Linked DNA regions of Gossypium arboreum: region 1 is linked to region 2. A link is a contact called in public Hi-C data. All regions are on one chromosome and are shown on one strand. Each heading gives the region's core, a stretch centred on a gene start, on an enhancer-like site or on the middle of the called end of the contact. The rest is flanking DNA. Distances are from core to core; before and after follow the strand shown. Region 1 overlaps LOC108466926 (E3 ubiquitin-protein ligase UPL3-like). Region 2 holds the start of LOC108480701 (endo-1,4-beta-xylanase 5).

What was found. A called contact is a pair of places that touch in the nucleus more often than the background predicts.
Region 1: a contact with region 2 is called in a Hi-C map of leaf, with 2.5 times the contacts expected there. The contact joins the enhancer-like site here to the promoter of LOC108480701 in region 2. A contact is called at or near these places in 2 of 5 Hi-C or Micro-C datasets (both in leaf).

Annotation. Positions count from the first base shown.
Region 1 is chr2:101,983,297-101,989,274 of ASM2569848v2, forward strand. It overlaps LOC108466926 (E3 ubiquitin-protein ligase UPL3-like), which reads left to right. Exons shown (of 19, transcript XM_017767308.2): 18 at 4-80; 19 at 169-456. It also overlaps the pseudogene LOC108463968. Among protein-coding and RNA genes, the nearest start is that of LOC108466926, 12 kb to the left of the region's middle. Within about 2 kb of position 3,190, at least 2 of the 2 cell types and tissues checked have an H3K27ac peak or open chromatin away from gene starts, as enhancers often do. A contact at or near this core is called in leaf, where this site is marked.
Region 2 is chr2:101,374,087-101,379,961 of ASM2569848v2, forward strand. It overlaps LOC108480701 (endo-1,4-beta-xylanase 5), which reads right to left and starts at 3,678. Exons shown (of 8, transcript XM_053025069.1): 1 at 3,290-3,678; 2 at 3,105-3,175; 3 at 2,972-3,006; 4 at 2,694-2,853; 5 at 2,163-2,335; 6 at 1,932-2,033; 7 at 1,691-1,837; 8 at 575-1,613. The coding sequence starts at 3,171. The coding sequence ends at 639. It overlaps LOC108480459 (protein NUCLEAR FUSION DEFECTIVE 4-like), which reads right to left. Exons shown (of 2, transcript XM_017783473.2): 2 at 5,506-5,875. The coding sequence ends at 5,726.

The DNA.
Region 1 (5,978 bases), core at 1,940-4,439, 610 kb after region 2:
TAGTGGCATTGGCAAAGCTTCGTTTCTACTTTAATGGTGGATCATCCAAAATTTGCGTCCATAGGCCCTCCAAATTCTGGGTAATTGAATTACTTCAATTTTTATATATATATATATTTTCCAGATGTGTACGTAATGAATGTTTTTGATCAGATGACTTACAAGCAGAAGCAGAAAAGAAATTGGAAGGCGGATTTTGTGGAGAATTGATTCAGGCAGGCGGCTGCTTAAAACTTTTGTATATAAATAGGAAGTTTATGTGTATGTTATCTTTTTTCTTTTGGTTTGACAATTTATTGGCTGGCAAGATATAATATATTTACATATATATCGTTACATGGGCGTAAATTGTTGAAGGAAGTAAATAAATGATGAAATTTTATTTTTATTTTATATTGGCTTGGGAGGGAAGGAAATCGAAAGAAATAAATGTCTAGAAGGCACTTCTTTTTTAAAGGTTTAACACTTAACTTTTATATGGAGATTCAATTCCTATTAAATAGATGGGGTGTTAACCATTCACATTTTATTCGGGGGGAAGAAATCTAATATTCAAATAATTATTAAAAAATTTGAAAGATTATTTCAGATATTTTGAATATTATATAATTTGCTGATGTTAGTGTTTCAACAAGGAGGTGGTGGTGATGACGTTGTTCACTTGTGAAGGGTCGTAGGGATCATAAATTACAAGCGAGTGAAAGGTTTTAAGTTACAAGAGGAGAGAGATCATAAATTCTGTGTTGGGGGTATATATAAGGGATTTTTCTCTTATTTGACAGTGTCATGTCATCGACAATATAGATGGCGGTTTGTTCATGTGGTTGGCCAGATGACAAGTTTGTTATATATCAATTGTTGTCAATCAGAGCATTATGTGATCTTTCTTTGACATTCTTTTAATGAGATAATATGAGGTAGTTATGTTCAGAGGTCTTTATGGACAATTCATAGTTGGGGTTCAGGAGCTGGTGGTTGAAAGCGGATGGTCTGTTAGAGGGCAAAAGTAAGCGGATGGTTTGCTAGAGGGCAAAAATAAGTAGTGTGAGGTATTCAAGTAACTCGTCATGAATAACCAATCAGATGATTTAAGATGAAAGGTTGTTCACGAGTGCCTTTTAAGATATGCTTCTTGTGTTGCTACATGTCGAAGTTGGAGTAAAAGTCTTTAAGTCAATAAAAAAGCACAAGTGTCATACCTAAGGAATAGTAGTAGGCATTCGACGATTCACTTAGAATGTGAATCCTAAAAGGGGTTTTAGATATGGTGTCAGATTGATCATTCAGAATGGATGTTCTGGCACAACACTAAATGAGGCTTTGGACTGCCCTTCACTCGTCACTATGGAAACTTCAACAGCACTTGATGGAGGAGTAGTATGCTCCCAGATGTATAATTCCTGAGGCTTTGGTTGGCCTCGCCCTTTAGTACTGCAATATTTTTGGATGGTTTGTTGGACAGTTTCCTCAATCTTTTCCTGCTAGTGGTGTCTGTGGCACTAGCATAAACATAAACATCTAAGAGACTAGAATCAATTTGTCCCCTTGTAGGGGTTGAAGTAGTTGCGCAAAGGAATAACATAATCAAATTCAGCAAAAATCAAACAATGCTAACACTAACAAGATTTATAAAGGATAAGGAAGGATAAAACAAAGATTTAGGGGCACGATCATAGTGTCCCTCATCCAACTCTCTATATTTAACCACTCCTTCTATCATTGAAAGTAGGCGTGGATAGCCTCCATATCCATAACGACGCTTAGCAGGAGGACATTTATAGGGGGCTTCTTCCTCCCCACCCCTTTCATCTGAAGAAATATCAGTCGCGACTTGAGCCTAGGAAGATGTTTCCTCATCTGGAGCCAGGGCTCGGCTACGAGAAGCAGTAGATTGACTGGATCTTCCACTGGCAACAGTTGTGTTGCCCCCACAATGACATATGGTTCCCTATCATTCGCAGGGATGATGGGTAAGGAATGGTGTATAAACTCTGGGATCCTCAACTTATGTTTTGAACACCTTGCAAATGTTACAATATAATCTCACAGTTCCTCCATTAGTCCGCGGAGAATTAGAGCCATCATTTCCTCAGCGTTAAAGTCATGACTGGTCATGAGATTTTCATGACTCGTCGTTCATGAAGCCCCGTCCGAAATCGCATTCTAGTACCCATTCACGTCATTGTCGAACATACAATACTTAAAAGACCTTTTGGAGGGTGATGTTTTAGGGGACAACGAGGATATTCTTTTTATTTATCATTATGAATTGCTCCTCGAAAGTCAAAACCCTTTCGTAACCCTTCAATGGGGACTTGTAGTTGCACAAGTTCATAAAGAGGTAGGCTCCATTTGATGGGTAATTCGGACTCATTGTCGAACTCAAGTTCCATAAGAATGTATTTGTGACGGCTTAAACTCATATTATTGATCCTCCCATACAAAATTTCCTCTATCTGGGGTATGCCTTGGCGTCAGGAGAAATACATCAACCTCGGCTCGTTAGCAGCTGTTCACCCCACCAAATGGAACATGTTTTGGAATACCCTTAGCATGGACCACATTCCCCACTTGCGGCAAAGAATGATGAACCCAATGATGATCCACCAAGAAGCCCCAACTAACTGCCCAGAAGAAACTTTATAGCAAGAGAGAACTTCAATGATGAACGAGTGGGAGGCAAGTGAAACCCAACTTCTAGCACTGGCCTCCCTCCGCTATACTTAGGCCCATAGATTTCACTAAAGGAATAGGACCCCTTCAAGAGGTTAAAATCCTAACGATGATGCTTTTTCAACCACCTACAACGGAGCAACCTTCTGGCCTATATTTTAGTAGTGGAGCACTCGAAGGACCCCCACCACTAATTCCTTCACCTCCATTGGTGACTTTCTCTACATTTCCCTATTATCTCTGAAGTTTTGGCCTCCCTCCCGCGGTTGTTTTCGGTCATGATTAACAAGAAAATACGAAATAGAAGAGGGAAACAACCGTAGAAAAGGCGAAGTCTTATCTTGAAAATATTAAGCCCAAAGCAGAAAAACAAGCAAAAATAAGAATTAGGGACAAGAACAAGAAGAACAGAGAGGAAAAGGCTCAGAAAAAGGCTAAAATCATAACGATGGCGCTTCTGCAACAACAACCTACAGCGGAGCAACCTTTTGGCCTCTTTTTTGGTAGTGGAACACTGGAAGGACCCCCTACCACTAATTCATTCACCTTTCTTGGTGACTTTCTCTACCTTTTCCCTGTTGCTTTCAAAGTTTTGGCCTCCCTTCCACGATTGTTTTCAGTCATGATTAACAGGAAAATACGAAATAGAAGAGGGAAACAAACGTAGAAAAGGTGAAGTCTTATCTTGAAAATATGAAGTTTAACAAGAATTAGGGACAAGAATGAGAAGAAGAGAGAAGAAAGAGCCCGAAAGAAGGTTGGGCACTTGAAGAATTTGAAGAACAGTTGCTGAGAAGACACAAAAACACTAGGGAAATTTTGAAGCCGCCAAATTACTTGATTGTTGGAGACGAGGCCTATTTATAGAACCCTCCCCAAAATAATACGTTTTATGACCTAAACACTCCGACATCTCACAACCAATATCGTTCGAACACGTGTGCCATTGAACGACACAACCATCATTAGCCCTGTTCCCCAAAAACTGCTGTTCAACTTTGTGTTTAATATGGATGTTCTAAAACCTTTAGGTATCATTTGGTCGACCTCAATCCAATAGAATTGTAATAGAATAAAATTATAATAGATTAAAATTTTTATCAGTAATTTTATTATTTGATTAAATGAAATGAAATAGATCTATAATAATATTTTTGTATTTAGTTGAATGTAATAGATGTTATAATAGTATAAGAAAAAATGCTTAAATGATTAAAATACTCTTGATAAAAATTTTTAGGTGAATAGTTATTGTTATTGTTATTAAATTTTAATAAAATTATTTTTAAATAGATTTTAATAAAAATATAAATAAATTTAATCATATTTTAATATAATTTTATTAAATACAATTTAATAAAATAATATATAATTTAATAACATTCTAATATAATTATTATATGAATTAAAAATCATAATATATAATATTATAAAAATAATATATAACCTACTTTATTATTTTAAATTGCAATACATATTTAATTTACTAAAATATCATTAGTGAAACAAATAATTTAATTATTTTACAATAAAAATAAAATATTAGAAGTAATAAATAGCTTGTTAATGTGATTAAAAAATTTAGACACTGAAATAGAAATAATGACATAATTTAAATGTTAGTTTACGAGTTAAGTAATAATTTTGATCGATACTTTGTTACATATAACAAACATTATAATGTTACATTTCACATTCTCATTTCATTTAAATTGTGACAGAAAAAATGTTAAAAACCACATATGTATAAACTATTCTACTTTAATTCATCAAATCAATGGGAATATGTGTGATCATTTAGATTAATAAGACAAAACATAAATTTAGAATGGAAGTAATTGTTATTATTTTAATAAAATATTACATTTAAATTTAATTATATAAAAATTATAAATATCAATATAGAAAGAAGATAAATGAATGATTAACAACAATCTAATAAATGAATGATTAACAACAATCTAACTTTAGGAAAGCCCCTAGAGAACCCTTATCTATGTACTGGCCCCAAAAGAAAGAAATAGGAACTATCGTCAAATGTTCAGCTCACATGCCGTATTCTCAATACATAAGATTGTACCTGAGACCAATATAAATGAACAACCTTAATATTTAAAGTCAATGACAAAACATAATGAACAGCCATGTTTTGATACCCTTTTACATGTTAATAACACAAAATACCATCATCTTTCATTGTTACAAAGAGCTAAATAGTGGGAAAGAATCAACAAAGAAATGTTTTACTTGTCATATCATATCCATGTTAGTGATAGTCTCTAATGTAGGATTAAGCCTTGAATTCTACAACTCACGGTTGCTGCACATTTACTTCGAATCAAATTCCATGACTTTTATAGCTAATCTAAATAATTTCCTTTCAATTTCTTTTCTTGAAAGCTAGGCTGTTAAGCTATAAGCTTTTCATATCTAATCTATAAAGCAATTAACTTTTCACCAACATAACTAAGTTCGTTAGAGTTAGAATAAAAAACATGGAAGCTAGACTATTAGAATACTAGCTTTTCACACACAGCAATACCAACTAAATCTAGTAAAGACGTCTGATAACATTAGCATTTTTGCTTTCATTGACCATACCATATATAAGATGGTCTAAAAATTCATCCACCTTAGATATTCGAACATGTGACATTAATTAAATGATGAAACATGATCGTCCAATATAGCACCACATGAAATATGAAGCAGTGGGTCCTAATGAACACATTCTCCTTGAATATCATTCATTGATATCTCAAACACACAGTGCGTGTGAACCCTTCTAAAGCAATCTTGGTACCTTGAGTAACAATAAGCTCCAAAGAAACAAACTATCGAGCAGATAGAGAGCAATAGAAAATAATTCAAGAGCTACTCTGATCCAAGACAGTAGATTCCATAGCAGATTGAATCCATTTACCAAACTGAATTTACTCAAGAGAATCAATAATTAACAAATCAAGCTAATCCACGAGCAGCAAAGAAATAACTAACTATATTCACATCACCTCAAACTAAGATTAACAGAGTTAATGTATTGAAACTAGAAGTAGCAAAAATGAACAGACTGAAACTCATTCATCAGACTAGATCATCAAGCAGCTGGCAGCAGATATCTAAGTAAGTCTTCAGTTGCACTTAACAAAGACATAAAGCATTAAGGTTCTTTTACATTTCTCCAAGCTGAAGCACATTGAATACTAAACTACAACAAAAATTAATAAACATGAAATGACAAAAAGGAAAGAACATCACCATTGTCAATGGAGATTCCCATTATAATTGTAGTTTCTAAAGGTCAC
Region 2 (5,875 bases), core at 2,428-4,927:
ATAAATGTAACAAGATCTAGTATATTTTACTTCTCAAGGTGTTGTGGAAGGTTGGTTTTGGGCTTTCGTTTTACAATCATAATATAATTTTGGTGTTAGTCTGATGAAATGGTACCAAAGTTGCAACAATGACTTCATATTTAGGAGGTCATAGGTTTGAATTTGGCGAACCTTAAAGTGGGAAAGTCTTGAGGGGTGTTTAGACGTTGAGAGAGAACAATACTGTTTACTCATGATGCAACGCGATTAAATGAAGTGGTAATACTTGCCAATCAGCATCCCAAGATTGTTTAAATGACATGGGATGGATCTGCTTTTAATGTGAACGGTGATAGTGTGATTTTGAAGAGTAAGCTCAAAGCAATGTGTGATTGAAGCTGCCTGCCAATGGCTTTGTTTGGACAACATATTCTGTTTCAGTGGCTTGCTGATTGAACTCATTGAAGCCACGTAACTATTTATTTGTCCCAAGGACATTGCTGCTTGAGCCCAATATCCATTGGATCGGGGTGGCAACTCGTCCATAGCCCGAGGTAACCTTAGGTTTAGTATTTAAACTTCGAATCAAAACGTGTTTGTACTCTTTGAGTACTGTTTAAAATCAAATTTAAAATTTCCATATACAAGAATCATGGGTGCTACAAATGAATGCTGAAGTGTTTAGTCTCATCGCTACGGGGGAGTGAGAAAGTAGAATTTGCAGCCCTGTCCCCATATCCGACATTGACCTTGTATTCGCCTAAGAATCCATAAAAGCTGTATGAACCATGCTCATCTGTTACCCCCTTCATCTCCCCGCTTTCCCATTCTTTCAGCAGCTTGTCAACCACATCACCCGCTGGGAGATTCTTAAAATTCTCATCAGTTAAACACATTTCGTAACACCCTTTTGGATGGAGAGCCGTCCACAGCATTATCCCATTCACTGAAGGGTGTGAAAACCCTTCTCTTAGTACCTGTTCTAGGTACACCCCCTGTAATTCTTTACCAACCGAACTGCTAATATCTACCTCTGTTAGCCATATGGGGAGTCTGAGGGTAGCCAATTTGTCTATCACGGCTCGCATTAGAGGAAGGTTTGGCACTGTAAAATGACTTTCCAACCCAATTCCATCCATGTACATGCCACCGCGTTCAAGCTCTCTTATCCTTTCAATGTAAGTGTCAACTGTTGATTTAACATCACTGCAGGTTTCCACAACATTAAATTCATTCATGAACAGGGTTGCTAAAGGGTCCGATTGATGTGCAGTCTCGTAGAAATGCAAGGTTGCATCAGGTCCAAGTCGTTGCTCGTAAAAATCAAAGTGGAGCATCTCATTACTGACATCCCAGTGTATGAATTCTTCTTTGTATTTGCTCATTAAGCTCTGTATCCTGGAATTAACTGCTGATTGTAGGTCAGGGCCTGTAAGGTTCCGAACCCATGCAGGCGTGTACTTGGGGTCTTCCCAGAATATGTTGTGGCCTCTGGCTATTATTTGGTGGCCTCTAACAAACTCCAGCATTTGGTCAGCTAAGGTGTAGTTGGTCTTCCCTTGATCTGGTTCTGTTGCATACCATTTCAGTTCATTTTCAAACACTGCTGCATTGAATCGTTCAACAAACCAGTTCTGGAAGACAAAAAGAAAACAAGATCAATTAGCTAGCATTGTCTGACATGTATTAAGAAATGAATATGAACACATACCTGATAGGGCAAATTCCCAAGAATGGTGTGTGCTATTGCAGAACCAAATGGAAAATCCTTTGAGACTTGGTTTATAGTTATTGCTGCTCCTTGCAACCTATTACCTTGTTGATCTGAGACATGTATTGTTACAGCACGCTTCCTTTGCTGGGGAAAAAATAGACAGTAAGTAATTTTGTTAAGATATTGGACATTACCATTGTTGAAATATCATTTCACAAAGTGTGTCAACAGTAATTACAGTGTTAATCATGAATTGCTGGTTGAACCTCCATTCTTGATCAGTAAATGGCTGTAACGAGGAACTATCTATTGTTATATCAATATCTTTATCATCTGAGTTCTGCATATCCAGGACATTAGAAAAAAAAGGTTCTTAGAAGCAAAAATCAATGACAGCATTCATGACCTAATGCTCAATCTTTTTCACATATAAAAGCCTAAATATATATTGGTTTGAAAATAGGTTCACCTGGAATAGCAGTAAAGCTAAATTTGAAGGTGAATCAAGAACAAATCCACCTTTGAGAAATGACCAGCAACCATTCTTAGCCAAAACAGTCCCTATACAATTATATGTTCTGTTTTCTGTCTTCAAGCTTGCCCTAATGAGAGCTGAATTTGCACCTTGTATTTTGATCCAAGCTGTAATTTCACCAAACAGAGTAAGCCAATCCTGTAATGTTTCAAAATACAATTTGTCTGATATTCACAGTAGAAGTTTTTGTCTATGTTAAAAAGGCAGTTGCCTCTACAACAGGGGGATGTTCCTGAACTGGGGCCATATCTAGCATTTGCATATGTCGGTTGCCACTTTATGTGACAAATCCAAACCTTAAACATTGCCACTTGTTGGGCCACGGATGATACAGTGTGACATGCCAGTAAGTCAGTAACAGGTGCATTAAGGGTTCACCTATGTCGATGAACTTGTTTATTCTTTTTTTGAAGTATTTGTGTTTTAATATTTGTATCCGAAATTCATATAGATGGAGAACTTAACTGGAGAAACAGTACAAATTGCCCAGGGTGAGATTCTTCAAGAGAAAAGCTGGAGTGTAAAAACCAGTTGCAGTTTTGCCAATAATGGCAGGTTTCATAATGGGAGGCTCATCTTTCAGAATCCCTCCTTGGTACAGTGGCTCCTCTGGCTGTGCTTTACACTGCAACCAACAACATCATCAACAATTGTCATGGACATTGCGGTGAATCAAATAACTTCAGACTACATATTCATAATACAGTCAATAGATAAATGATCTATTCTCAAAACTGTTTTACCTCTGTGTAAGCACTAAAATCATATAAAGGCCCATCTGCAGCAATAAAAAGAAAAAGAACCCACTTAAGTTTTCTGAAAACCCCATTAGAATGTTTTGAACAGTCAAACCAAATGTAGAAAGGGAGAGAGAACCATATGAAGCAACCAAGGAACCACTAAGAAGAATGAAGAAAGCCCAGAAGCCACCAAAATGTTTCATGTTCCTGTTTTGAACAAACGGCTATTGGATTGAACTAATGCTGAAGCTTACATTATATACCATACAGAAAAAAAAAATGAAATGATTTCGGATATCAGGAGAAAGAGGGGGAGTGTACCTAATTAAGGTTTGTGGTGGGGATCACAAGGGAACAGTGAAAGGCCTATGAGAACCCGTGCCTTGCTCACATGTTTTACTTAAGGGTTTCATTTGATGTGAACTTTAAATAAACTCGTCTTTGCTGCTAAATGTCCAGATATGGTTATACAGGCTTAGACTCAACGTTATATAAGTGGGAAATTTATTTATTTTCTATCCACCCTTACTTAATATTAGTCACTTTAGCTTTAATGGAGAGTTGGCTTGTTGCTAAGAACTAAGTGATGAGTCCAAGTTAAGTGTTTTTTTAATCTAAGATTTGGTTGTGTGCCAAACTCTGGTTTTTGTCAGCAAACTGAAACAATGTTCGTTTAACCAATATTATTAGAACTTGGGTTGCTTTTGGCCACCAACTTGGGCTGCTTTGAGAAGTGTAAAAGAAGAAATTTATATAATGGAGGTTCGAGGATTAGGTGACCAGTGTAACCAAGCACTGTTGCTAATACTGAGAGATTCCGAAATTAGTGTTTGGGGGATAGCTTAGTTTTTGTTTTGATCATGGAGATTGGAAAACAAAGCACAAGTTGTACAAGGATTGAAGATGAGTAATTAATGGGAAATGGGTTGGAAATAGGTGAAGTCTGCTTTAGATTAAAGTCTAGTCCTCCATTGTCAGACCAGTTTGATTCCAGGGGTGCTTCATTCATGGCTAGAACTTGCACGCGTGAAGCGTGCATGATATTGGGACCATGCATTCACATGCTTTAAAAGTCAAATCACATTGAATGCCCAATCCCTCGGTTCCTCCATGGACGTGGAACCTGTTGGGCATTGAAGGAAAAGGTAAAGACATTTTCATTTTCACTGCAATTCTAGTATCACTGTAGAGTGGCCTTCAACCTGCCAGAAAGGGGTGAGTATTCGATTTAGTCGAGTCGAGTTAAAAAATTTCGAGTTAGTCGAGTTGATGAATACTATTATAATAACCGAATTCAATTTGAATTTTTTTTAATCGAGTCAAAAAATTTCAAGTCGAGTTGAATCGTGTCAAGTTAACAAATCTTATACTTGATGTTATATTTACATGAACAAAGGAAAAAGGGAAAGTGTGACAATTCGGGAAGGAAAATAAAACTATTAGGTAAATATTTATCAAAACAACGTAATTTTACTTTTAACTTTATAGTTTTGACTTTTAACTTTAAATAAGGTAAACATTTATTAAAATGACGTAATTTTATCTTTTCTTATTTAGATTTTCGAATAACTCGAATTAAGTGTGAACTTTCGATCGAATCGAGTGAAATTGTTCGAGTTAAATTAGAAAAATTAATACTGTAAATTAAAATGTTGTTACAATATAACTATTTATTTGTTAGAGCATATAAATTTGAAACCATATATATTTGCAAACTGTTTAAAGCATAATAATAATATGATATTTTAGTACGATAAACTTGAATCATTAATCACTTAGATTCCAAAATTATTATTTTATAAAATTTTAAAATTTCAACTTTTCTATATATTTTTAGATTTTTAAAAAATTATACAGATTTTAGAATTTTTAAAAATATTTTGAATTTAAAAATTATTTTCAATTTTGAAAATTATTTTGATTTTTATTTTTGTAATTTATGTTAAGAGAGAAACCAATTTGCTCATTTTCAAAATTGATAGGGACCAAAAGGGTATTTATACTAATCTGTTATTCATATTATTCAAGTTATTTGAATTGTAGAATTCAACTCAACTCGAACTCGAAATCCTAAATTTCTTATTCGAGCTTACTCGAATAACTTGATTCAATTAACTCGAAATTAAATTTTTTTTATTTTTTGAATCGAATTAAATTTTACTCACATCTAATTAAAAAAATATTTTTCAAATCAAGATGATGTCAAAATGTGGGCCTATAAGACCATATTTTTGTAGCCCACAGGCTTTAATATGTCGATCAATTAGAAACCGAAGACAAACTCGACTCATGTGACCCAAAAACACAAACAAGACTTTCAGAGAGTCCTTCCTTATTTTCTTAGACCAGACTGGGCCAAATGAACCATTTTTTATCATGGGCAACCCAAATAGTTGCAAGATTGTAAGTTCTATAATTATTTGAACCAAGAACGTTAATATATATCTTGATAATCGTAGTAAATGCATTTAACCAAATGACATGCCTACCAATAGATCAATGAAGGCATATGCCATATGTTGCTGTCTTAACAAGAATTGAACAAAATTCTAACAATTTATTACTATTGCACGTTTTCTTTCGAGAGAAAAATCATACAATCATACTATTAATACAGTACTAGTGGTGTTCCAGAATCACTGATCACCTTATAAAATGATGAACCAGCTAATGGCTAATGGTGTATGCAGGATATCACTGAGCAAAGAGCTCATCAATCCTACAATTCCAGCCTTACCTTTTCTGCAGAATTGTCTATCATTGGCCATTGGATGCCGCCAAAGATTTCTTCGGTTTCCGACTGTTGAATATCTTGGTATAAATGTTCTTGGTTCTAATTGCCAGCAAAACATCCAACCCAAATCCAATAAGGGAGGCCATAGCCATTACGATAAACACGAGGCCGTA